2 separate regions of the Acanthopagrus latus genome follow, and region 1 is linked to region 2. A link is a contact called in public Hi-C data. All regions are on one chromosome and are shown on one strand. Each heading gives the region's core, a stretch centred on a gene start, on an enhancer-like site or on the middle of the called end of the contact. The rest is flanking DNA. Distances are from core to core; before and after follow the strand shown.

The links. Hi-C and Micro-C count contacts between places; a contact is called where the count stands out from the background.
Region 1: a contact with region 2 is called in a Hi-C map of muscle, with 2.5 times the contacts expected there. The contact joins the promoter of LOC119019843 here to the promoter of hsd17b3 in region 2. A contact is called at or near these places in 2 of 4 Hi-C or Micro-C datasets (both in muscle).

Annotation. Positions count from the first base shown.
Region 1 is chr5:23,888,892-23,895,158 of fAcaLat1.1, reverse strand. It overlaps LOC119019843 (aminopeptidase O), which reads left to right and starts at 3,100. Exons shown (of 18, transcript XM_037098763.1): 1 at 3,100-3,179; 2 at 4,491-5,298; 3 at 5,627-5,796. The coding sequence starts at 4,523. dock8 (dedicator of cytokinesis protein 8) reads left to right here. Exons shown (of 48, transcript XM_037098269.1): 48 at 416-2,262. The coding sequence ends at 467.
Region 2 is chr5:23,648,685-23,654,544 of fAcaLat1.1, reverse strand. hsd17b3 (testosterone 17-beta-dehydrogenase 3) reads right to left here and starts at 1,767. Exons shown (of 11, transcript XM_037099518.1): 1 at 1,570-1,767. The coding sequence starts at 1,720. ipo11 (importin-11) reads left to right here and starts at 4,333. Exons shown (of 30, transcript XM_037098513.1): 1 at 4,333-4,486.

The DNA.
Region 1 (6,267 bases), core at 1,851-4,350, 240 kb before region 2:
TATGTAGAAATTGGTATTTTGTGTGATGTGGCAACCCCCACAGTTTCTGAGTGCAACATCACTGTCATGAACACAAATCTCAGGTCTGTAAACCTTTGTCAGGCGTTATGTTGCTGCTAACTACAAACAAAGCTCAGTATGTCATAACAGTTGAAAACTTGCATCTTGAAGTAAACATGTATGTAACACTGATCCTACACTCACACTGAAGATGCATAGTGCAGAAACAAGTATTTGGGGGGCTGAGACAGAGACGCCATTCACCATATTACAAGACACTTGACACCTGACATCTCAACTCTACCTGCCTTAAACTGTAACTCCTCCTCCTGATAATGATCATCACATCATTCCTTGTCTTTTGTTTCCATCTTCTCCCCCTCTTCCCTCACCCACCGTCCTCTCCCTCTCACAGGGATTCCTTCAAACGTCTAAGTTTCCGCAGAACTCAGGAGGAAAACCCCTGAGATGCCACGACTCGCCTGAGAGAGAGAGGGAGAGAGAGAGAGAGAGAGAGAGAGAGAGAGAGAGAGCTATACGGAGAGGAAGAGGAGGCTGTCACACAACCAGGAGAGGAACTGAGAGGATGAGGAGAGGAACTCCTGGTTATAATCCCGCATTTCCCTGCGCTGGAGTACCACATTGTGTCTACAATGGACGACTCACAGTTTCTGAACAGTCCAGCAGTGTTAAAAAACGTCTGCTGCACGTCCACTTTTATGATTTCACGGTTTGTTGGTTACAGGAGGTGAAAGGAGAGTGAGCACATAGCAATAGGGAGGCAGGAATCTAAAGCGAAGTGTAGCTTATTGAGCATTTCACTGTAAAGTCTTCAGATGCTTTCGGCTCTGTGGATTTTTCTTTTTTTTTTTTTTAGATAACTGCAAGTCCTAATGATGCTGCAAACATTTCCACTGGGTTGGTTTAGAAGCAGTTCCTCTCTGAGGTCCCTTGCCGGCCCAGGGCCCATACGTGTGCCAATACTGCTAGTGTCCTGCGTGTATGTAAATGTGTGAATGGATGTGTGTTCACTTAGATATTCTTCGGAGTAGAAGATTTTGGTGCCATACTGAAGTCACTTTGTACTCTGTGATCATAGACAAGTCTGCTTCGTTGCGAAAAGGACCTTTGAAATTCCACTCCGGACATCTGTGCGTGACATGTGCCAGTTAGAGAAGCAAAAGTACGGATGGATTTGTGCACTGGAAAAATAGACGCAATTTTTCTAAGTTTTTTTTTTTTTTTTTTTTTTTACTCTTACGGCCATTCTTGTCTCATTATTGTTAGACATGCAGCACCTGGCCACGTAGCTATCAAAGAGTCTAACTTGAGTTTGATGTGAGTTTCACAGGAGGCAGACCGACAGATTACACACGGCTTATGTCTAAAATCCGCATTTTGAATATAGCCGAGGTGTCACATCAGATAATTACAAACATGTTTACAAAGGTATGAAAAAAATATTTTGCATTTTATTTTACGGAAATGTATTTTTAGACAATAAATAATAGCAATGATGATATTAGCTTGTAGGCAGGATTCAGTGACTGAGTGTACTGTAACAATTTGTGTATGTCTGCAGTCGTTTCCTGTACCTGTTTGTAAATAGATCGACGATACACACAGTGCCAAATTTAATTCCTTGCATACCTAGGGACTGAGATACTTAACTAGAGATGCAATATTTTGAGAAGTCACTCCACACAGCGGTGCTTTGCTGTGTGAATTATGTTTACTCCGTATTTCAGAATACATTCCAGAGGAGACATTTACTGCTGCTTTGCAGTGTTAAACAGTGACAATCTGATTTTATTTGACATCCATGAGACAGCTCAATTCATTGGTGTTCTGTTGCAGCTCGTACTGTATTTCAGTAATGTAAATGTGCTTGGCATTTCAAAAGTGGGTATACATTTTTTTTAGTACATTATTAATACTCACATCCTCTCTGTTTCCAGGTACATCTCTTATTTATGAACTGTTGAATGTTTTGAAAGTGGCTAAATAAGATGAAAGTTATACAGCGTGTGTATTAATTGTGAGAAATTAAATGTATACCTATTTTTTTAATACATGCAAGAAATATTGCTGAGAGTTCTTATTATAAGATATTTTAGTGGCATTCAGCCACTGGAGACTGCGTTCATGGTTCTTTATCCATCATTTTTTATGTTCATACTTGTGTTTTATTAAATGTTGAATTCTAACTCATCATGCAAACGATGCTGTTGAAGCACCTGAATAAAACTTAATATATGCACATTTGTCGTGGCTGTGTTTAATGACTGTTTTTAACTTTGACTTAAACTGGTTACATTTTAAAAGACCTGTTAAATCTATTATTATTATTATCATTATTATTACATCACTTCATTCTTTGTAATTAATTAACTAGAATGGCACTCAGTAGAGCGTATACCCAAACCCGAGGTCTCCTTTTGTACCTGCTTAAAGATACCACTTGAGTAGGCCAGATTTATTTATTTATTTATTTTTGCATCCTTGCATTATCCCTTGAGAAATTACTGAAAACATTGAAAAATACCCTATTTACAATGTAAAAGAAAGTGACAAAACCTTCCTTGATTCATTGTTTTGTCTGGATTGACACCAAAAGTTGATAGGCTCCATTCCTGGCTGAAACCCATCCTCCATTCAGGTTTTGTACAAATCTGTACTGTAGTTTTTGTGTAATCCTGTTGACAAACCAAGCACCAAAGAAAAGGACACGGGTGAACACAACCTCCTTGGTGATTAAATTAATATTTGTACATATTTTATCCACATTTAAGGGTTACAGTTTTCTGATTTAAATTTGATTGTTACACTTTTTAATCTATTTTTAAACAAAAAACAAACAAACAAACAAACAAACAAACAAAAAACTTTGTTGATACCCCCAGCTGAACTCAGGGTGTTAATCAAACAATATGTATTTTTTGAAATGTTTTTTTTTTTTCTTCCCCCCCCTGTTACAAATACAGACCAAACTTAATCATCAATACAAACAAATCTGTTGAATGTTTACCACAATAAATCCGGGAACACAAATAAACAAAAGTACACAAAAAAGGCGGGAAGAACCAGGCGGAAGAAAAACTACAATCTGCAGCTGTCGCGTCTGCATGACGTCATCACCCCGCGACGTCGACAAGCAGGATGCAGCCTGGATACAGCAGGTTGGTGGGAGATTTCATTCACAACAAGCGAGTGCTAGCGGTCACAGACGTACCCGGCGGTGTACATTACACACAGTTGTTTCTGACATTGTCGTTAAACACACCGTCAGCTTCAGTGGAGCTGGTTTATTTCTGGCCGTAGCGCTGCTTTAGTTTCGTGCGTGTTGTTTTGAAAAAATGACAGAGAGAGCAGACTTGTGATGGAAAAGTTAGCCCGAACTCTCTCACGACAAACTAACGGTCGGTTAGCAAACGTTACACGAGCGTAACGTTTAAAACCGGAGGCGACTCGTCGGTTTGTGTGGTCTTTAATGTGTCCTGACTTGTCACACGACTTCAGTGTGCGTGAAACATCACTTGGAAGTTTATGTGAATTTCTGCTCTTGCCCCATAGCCTGTAATAAAAGTCAAACAAAGATGAAGTCTGACCTTAAGCTGCTGCTGTGTGTATGATCCTCTCTCTGGTCCATGGCAAGCTCTTACCTGTTTTGCCTGCAAGGACACAGTATGCGCCCTGACCTGTCACTGGGATCTTTCAGTAAGTTAATGACCTTTATCTGTTTAATCTCTACATTAATTCCCCTCAGCCCTTTGTAACCCATTTAAAAGCTTTCTTGAGCCACTCTTTTGTTGTTGAATTCTAACTATATGCAGAAATGGACTGGAAATAGTCACACGTGTGTGTTACTCACCTCAGGGCGTATAGGTGGGAGATGGATGTTTTCATCCAACCTCTTACAGTAAATTTAAGGTGTTATGGCTTTCCTGCCTCTTCTCATCACTGAAGTTATATCTCCCTGTTTTTAGGGGGGCTCATACTTTTATGAATGCACTCCTGCACTGAATAACCTCTGAGGATTTCCTGCTGTAAATGGTAATTGCACCTCTGTCTTGCCAAGCCTCCTCCGTGCCCCAAGCAGGCTAAAAGGAGGGATTGTGACGGCACAAACTCTCATGGACTGCAGGAGAGCTTTTAATTCAAAGTAGGCTACTGCAGACATTTAGCTCTCCCTGTTGCTGGCTGGGGCTGAGGCGCTTTGCTATTACTGCTCTCATAACACAAATCAAAATGGCATCACTTAGCTGTTTCCCTGTTTGGAAACATTCGTGGCATGTGTCAACAGAGGGAGTTTGACTCTTAAGTCTGAGTTAAAGTCGAGCAACACTTTATTTGCAGGAAAAAATATGTACTTCAGCCCACAGGAGGCTGTAGAATATCATCTCATAGTTTTGTCTTAAACTCGGTTATCCTGTGAGGAATAAAAAAAAAACATAGATAAATAAAGCTCTATTTTTGGTTTTGTCTCCAAGGGGTAGCCATCCTCTGATGTTGTTTGTGTGACATGGAGCCAGACGGGGACCTGAACCCTGACACGGATGACCTTCCACTCCGAGCCAATACTAACCACATACTTGTCAGACATTATGTGCTCGACTTGACTGTTCATTTTGGCAGAAAGGTCATCAGTGGTAGTGTCATTCTGTTCCTGGAGCCTTGCTCTGGAGGTAAGGCTGAGGATGATGTTGGACCTGGAGCTGGGACTTTAGAAGCTGGACAGTCTCAGGAAAGGGCCAGAGGTACACTCGAGGATAAGGATAAAGTGGAGAAGGGTGCAAAAAGGCTCCCAACAAGGATGGAGGAGATGTTTGGAGCTGGAGAAAGACACAGAGCTGAAGTTGCATCTGAAACTGGAAATATTCAGTCTTCGCATTTGTGGGAAACCACCAGTGAGGATGATTTCACTTTGGTGCTGGACTGTTGTGAACTTGATGTTTCAAAGGTCGAAGAGGTGGACGTCACCTCTGTGTCAGCCACGTCTGGCCTCTCACCAGAAAGGTCAGAGGCAGGTTCAGTGAACTTACAAGCAGCATTTACTCAGAACCTTATCTCTATGGCCTCTAGTCGATGGAGGCAGAAGCACCAGCTCTTTTCATCGTGTAGTCAGGCCCCTGGTGCTCAAGATGGCAGCTCACTGCATTTTTATAGAGACCGATGGAGTTTGCAGGTGAGGAAGAAAGGGGTCGCGTCACCTCTGGAGTTTCCTCGCGTCCTCAGGATCTGCTATGAGACGAGGCCAACAGGAGGCTCTGTGAGATGGACCAAAGACCAGGACAACAGGTTTGTCTCAGGAGCAAATGGATCAGAATCATCATTCCATAGAACAGTGGTTTCATAGTACGACTAGATTCCTTTTTAGAGATTTTAAAACTGGCAACTGGCAGAACATCTGCTCAGATTTCTGCTCCTCGAATTACAGTGTAATATTCTGAGCTTGCCATGTAAGAATAGAATAATTCTCATTCATTAATTCACACAAACATGCCTTAGGCTGGTGTAGTCTGCTCTGTGTGTGGATGCTCATAGTGTGTGTGCGTGTGCACTTGGTGAATCCTTTGAGTATTGAAATGAGGGGTTGTTTATAGTTTACCATTGTTTACCCTTCCAGGGTGTGTGTTTACACTGCCGGCTCTCCCATCAACAATCGAGCCCTCTTCCCCTGCCAGGAGCCGCCTGTTGCCATGTCAACATGGCAGGCGACAGTACGGGCCCCCAGTGAGTGTGTGGTTTTGATGAGTGGGGAGGAGCAGGCTGTACCTTTTGAGGACGGGCACACACGTAAGCATACTGGCACACGACACCTTTCATCTTTACACCCTTGTTAAGAAAATGCTTCTTTTTGTTTGTTGACTGTTCATTCAATAATTCAAGTGCATTTTACTGAATTGTATGTGGGGCTGAGTATTGGACCGAGATACTTCTTGAGCAAATCTGTCTGTAATATCAAGTATTGAGTTGGCATGAAATGCTTGGTTATAAATCTATTTAGGCTTGTTTACTTAACCAATTGTTAACTGCATTTGGCCGAGCTTCTTGCACAGCTGTTTCCGTTAAAATAGCATGAAACAGATGCATTTATGGGACTTGGTTGAACCCTTTCTTAATTTGTCTCAGTTCTCTCTTTGTTATCTTAACTAAACTTTATTGGAAACTGTTACACATTTCAGATACAAGGTACAAATCTGTGTAGGAAAAACACGTTACCCTTTTTTGGTGTGTTAAAACAGAAAAATAAAATAGCATGTCAAC
Region 2 (5,860 bases), core at 518-3,017:
TTCTTAACCTTGATCAAGAAGCATGTCCAACTGGAGGAGGTCCAATGGCAACACATAATATATTACATATTCCTCCTGAACCAGCAAAAATTCCCCTAAGTGTCATTTAGGAAGAGAGCTGGAAGGTGGCTGCCGCTTCACTCTGCTGCTATTAATCCATACTATTTCTTTTGTAGATTCAAATAGTGTAGTGTTGCTACTGATGGGTGTATCTACACAGTACATATCTATATATGGTTCAAATGACACCTGTTTCATGTTTGACTTTGGTAAATTTAGGAATATCCATTAAAAATCATTATAGAGACTACCTCTAAATATGTATTCTTGACACAGGCACCTACGCACTGTCCTCAAATACACATTCTATTCAATCAAAGGCAAAGATGCAAACATCTGTACTCATACACTCACTGTGAACTTTCATTTCACATTTGCATTGTCCTGAATTGACCGTGGTAGTAGTGCTGTGGCCACTTGACATTGAAAAGACTCTGGGGGAGACGCAAACTCTGCAAATGCAAATGGACACAAGGGGACAGGGTGTCTGCAGCCTGGAACATGCTGTTCTGGTGGCTGTTATTCCTGTGCTGTAATGGAATGGAGGTGGACTCTGGAAAGAAAAGACAGATCGGCCCAGTTCTGTGGCTTTTTAATCAGGCTTCTGTTAGCGCTCTGGGAGAATGAATAACCTCTTCAGGAGATGCCAAGATGCTTGCAAGTTATTTAAGACTGCTCTGGGACCTGCAGAGGAATGTTGCGTAATTTCTGGGAGACAGTCTGAGGGGCGAGCCAGAGCTGCCTGTGTGCCCCCAGTTGTATTGAGATTAAAAAACTGACACTGTCCTCTAGTTCATATGATTGTCTGCAAGAGCTCTAGAGAAGGCAGTTGTTCCTTTCATTTCATCGATTACTCCTTCTGTCAACCCTTCCCGAAAGGCACTAGATGGCAAATGTTTTCGGAGGATGGGCCAGATCATACTGACCAGTGACACCAGTTTGCCTCCCTTGTCATTCAAGTACAATCCTTAAACTATAACCACATAGGTAGTGAGCATTTTGCAGACAACTCAGACTGGATGTTGTGTCATATTCGAGTAGAATAAATCATTTGAGCTTCCGTATGTTTTGTTAATTCATGCGTAACATTGGTGATGAAATATAAAAAGCTGCTCCAACAAAATGAACATATGGCTTCAAGAGTAGCAACAAAACAGCACACAGGCACAATCTTATCCCGTCTAACAGTGAAAAGTGTTATCTTGTCTCATCTGCCAGCTCAGACAAGTCAAGTATTTGCAGATTTTTGCATGCACAGGCACATTCTGATAAGCCGACACACAACATATCAATTGTGTTTTATCACAAAGGCATGTTGTCACTTGTTATATCTTAATTGAGCCATCTATCAAATTCCTTGCATTTATTAGCCAACTGCGGGTCTGACATACATAACAATATATGCACACACACACACGTACACACACACACACCCACACACACACACACACACACACACACACACACACACACACACACACACACACACACACACAAATGCCCGCTCACCTGCCCACTCTCCCATAGAGGTGAAAAAGGACTCTGAAATTGGAAACCACAGTTTTGGGAAAAGCATCCTACTGAAAAGCAGCAGTTTCACTCCATAGTAGAGAGCGACCGCAGAGCCAAGAGAGATGAAAAACAAATCCATGAGATCCATGCTTGCCCGGGACAACAGCAAACTCCAGCTGTCAGCCTCTCTGTGTGATTCTGTCTGCTCTGAGGGACAGATCTTAATTCAGCAAGTCAAAAGAATGACAGAAAGAGAGAATAGCCACTCCCATTGCAGAAACACACACACACACACACACAGGAGCAGAAACAGGAGCAGGAGCAGGAGCAGTCATAGGCCTCTGCCAGATATCTCATAAATAGGAGCCCAAAATTAAACAAAAGTCAAACTAATTAAACACAGAGGCCAAGTAATTTACAGCAATGGTGGGCTCTCTCACACACTCACACACTGTTCATTCATTCATACATCATGCTGATGATAATTTATGAGAAGCTGCTCCAGCAGTATGAACATATGGCTTCAAAGAGAGAGTCACAACAGAACAATACACAAGTGCAATCTTATCTCGTCTAACAGTGAGAAGTCAGTCGTAAAATGCCCTCCTCTGCCTCTGCCTGGCTAGATCTCTTAGCCTTGGGTTTGTTATGTTTAGGCATGAGGAGTGGGGCTGGTGGGGCAGGTCATGCCTTCGCAATGCCGCGAAAAAACAAAACAAATATCCACCTTGCTCTGCTTCTGATTGGCTTACCCTAATATTCTTACACCAACCAACAAAGACGACCAATCAGAGCCAGAGTCAGGCAGGACGTGCCATGAAAAGCTTTGGGGTCCATGATAACATCACCACGAGCTGAGAATTTTAGTGTGAGCTACAGCTCAGTGACAGACTGTTCGTCCAGGAAACTGATCAGTAGCCCAAAAACCCACTGAACCACAGAACGAGTCATTCACTGATACAAACAGAAGTAATGAAGACCGAGACTTGAGCATGCATTATTAAAGAATGGTATTAAAAAATATAGAGCGAAAAAAGAGTCTTGAGTCAATACGCTAGTGGCAGGTAAATGAAACCATCCGGATTACTTTACTGAACCGGTCTTCCCACCAAAGCTGATCCTCTGCCCACCCACTGTACCTTCAATTGGGTTCTGTGCAAATACAAAAGCTATTTGCCCCAAATATTTGCACTTCCTCAAATGCTTCCCTGAGTGATGCACTGTATGTGTGGTGACTGCAAAATAAACCACACTGAAGTTGAGCAGGGTGTGAAACATTTTAACTGGAATTGTCTCTTTTCTTTTTTCTTTCTTTCTTTTTTTTTTTTACAAACAAAAACGCATGCCATCAAAATAGTCAGTATTCTATTGATGGCATAGAATACTGATGTGTTCATAAATGCAAAAAAAACAAAACAAAAAAACAGCGATTTCTCACTCTGGTGGGGGCATGATAAGTAAGAAGATCTTGCATGCTATGAACCATAATTCACTATATTCAATGTGACCAGTATGATGGTGCGATCAAAGTGTAAAAAGGTGTGTGTGGAGAAGAGGATATGGGGAGAGAGATGTATCCTTTTTGGAAAACAGCCAAAGTAATTAAGTGGCCGTTGAAGAAAACTGAGTGTCTTGTAGAGCCTGTCTAACCATGGAATCATAGCTCAAACAAGTGAAAATTGCAGTCTTGTTAAGTTGCCAGAGACACATCTCTGTTTGGATTTTCATGCTGCTGTGTGTCTTTTGGACATTAGCTGTCAGCATTTGGAAAAGTGGAAAGAGTGTGTGTCTGTAAGTGACCTCTGGAATCTGTCTGCTCGTGAGCGGTCAAACATTATCTTATCACAAAGCTTAAAGATGGCTGACATGATGATGTTGTCTACTGCGAGATGCTATTAATTTGCTCATCATTTTATCTTCTTATCTTTTTCTCATTCTGTCATTTTCACTTTCATAATGCCTGTTTGGATTGCTATTTTGCAAATCAATAAACAAGAGGCATTGATGCCAATACTTGAGTTGCACATGTTTTTTGCATTAATTTGATTGAGTGCTCAGATTTTTCAGGTATTGATTTTGCTGAATTAACCAAAACTTGAGCAAAATGTTTTGAGCAAAACACAATTCTACCTATATACAGGAAAGATGTGTATGCATGATGTTAGAGGTAAGGATTCTCATTATGTTTGTTCTTCCAGATTTTCAGATTTTCTGTGATTTTAATCGCAAACAAAATATATTTAGGAATTTGAAATCAAGGAATTTAAGGTCATCAAAAATGGGACAGGTATTTATTTATTTCTAAAAATATATACAGATATACAAATACATAGAGAAGTTATATTGCTGTATGTTTTCCAAAAGACAACAACAACACCAACAACACCAATCAATCAATCAATCAATCAATCAATCAATCAATCAATCAATCAATCAATCAATCAATCAATCAATCAATCAATCAAGACTAATGCACAGCAACTGCAATAAACTGAATAGATAAAATAATACAAGATAAAGAATAATAGATAAAACTAAGTCGTGAGAACAATAAAATGTAATATTGCACGTCAAATCTTATTTAAAAAGTTTATGAAACGTAATATAATAACAATGATAAGAACAACGATGACAGTAAAATGTAAATAAATTGACTGTAATAAGTATAAACAGTGCTGGTGAGATGAGGGAGCGCATCTGCACATCTGCCGCAGCAGCAGCAGCAGCTGGCTGCGTTCATTCATGACGATGATGAATTCTGCCAAACCTCCTACGTCATCAGCGCGCGCCTGCTTTGTGGCTCGCGCCATTCCTACAAGCGTGTGTTTCCATCTCTCATTACATTACCAGTGGTGGAGCCTCAGCAGCCACTGTTACAAGCACATACTCTGCTTTTCTGCCGTCAGTCTCTTAGGTGAGTCCGGTTTGAGGTTTCAGTTTTGAGACATCTGCCTGAAGGAAGAGGTTATTTGGCATGACGGACGTTGTCGGCCCTTGGGTCCGTACTGGATAAGTTTAGCTCGCTGGCTAGCCCAAAGTTAGCTTTGGTGTTTGGGGTGTGCACGCTTGGGGGACTCAGTATCGCCCGTTTCACGGGTGAATGGGCTGTTATCTTAATTTCATAACAGATGACTCGGGCAGAGAGCGATACTAACGCAACCCAAGCTAAAAAACTCACCTGGGGATCAAACATGTGAATGTAATGTTACTGCTGCTGCTCCCCTCCGACCCTTTACCATTGAGCATGTGTTGGTCCTCCTTTGCGTTTTCAAAACAAGCTAACCCACTTCGAAGCACGTCTCTTATCAGATCTGATAACCAAGATGTTAAAATCTGTATCTTAACAACGTCCCTATCCTGTCACACAGAGAGGGAGAGGCCCGTGAATGCACACAGCTGTATTTTGTAAAAGGGCCAGGCAGATGATAACTCGGCTTCTGTCAAATCAATCTTAGCTGCGTCGTGAGTTTCGTTTTTGTTGCCAGAGATGAAGCTTTAAACGTTTAGCATGTATGGACGTCAGAGGATGGTTATGTCGCAGCCACCTTTCTCTTTCACTCAGTCAGCATTTGACAACTAAGCTAGCTAGCGGCAGAGGCCATCGCATATGTAAAACACCCGACACTTAGCTGGCTAACGCTGGATAAGCCCCTCATTGAGCTCAGGGTTGACCTGAGAGGTTCGTTCGCACAGGTGTAACCGCTATTGTTAGCTACGGCACAACAATACTCGCCTGTAAGCGTCATGTTGACAGGCTACCTGTTACACAATGTACATAATTGCTCTGCAAATTGCCTTTATATGTCAACAAGCAAGTTCCTTGATATGAATTCTTAGAATATGTGGTGAGATCGCACGCATTTCTCACCTGGTTTATACAGTGTGTGTGTAAGGGGAATGACGTGTACAGAGGTGAGACATGATGGGCTTTTAATTAAACTGCAATGTCTTGTATGTCACAGTGTGGAAAAGCATATTCCTAGACCGCACAGAGGATGTGGGATATGAGGTTAATATGTAATTTTTTGCTGAAAGTATGAATGAGAGGCCTAAAGGAAGATGAAAAAAATCGTTGGAGGGAATGTGAACATTTGTAGAAGTGGCAGTGTGTTGAAAGATGCTAAATGTTGTAAAGGCGGAGCCCAACTGTGTTTCTTCACTAAAAGCTGGGAGCTAAACTGCATTGTTGGTGTAACTCTTTATAGAGAATCAGCCTGAGAAGCAAGAAAAGTAGCTTCCATCACCACAGCAACCTGTGATGGCTCCTGGAAACATGCAGCTGTTGGAG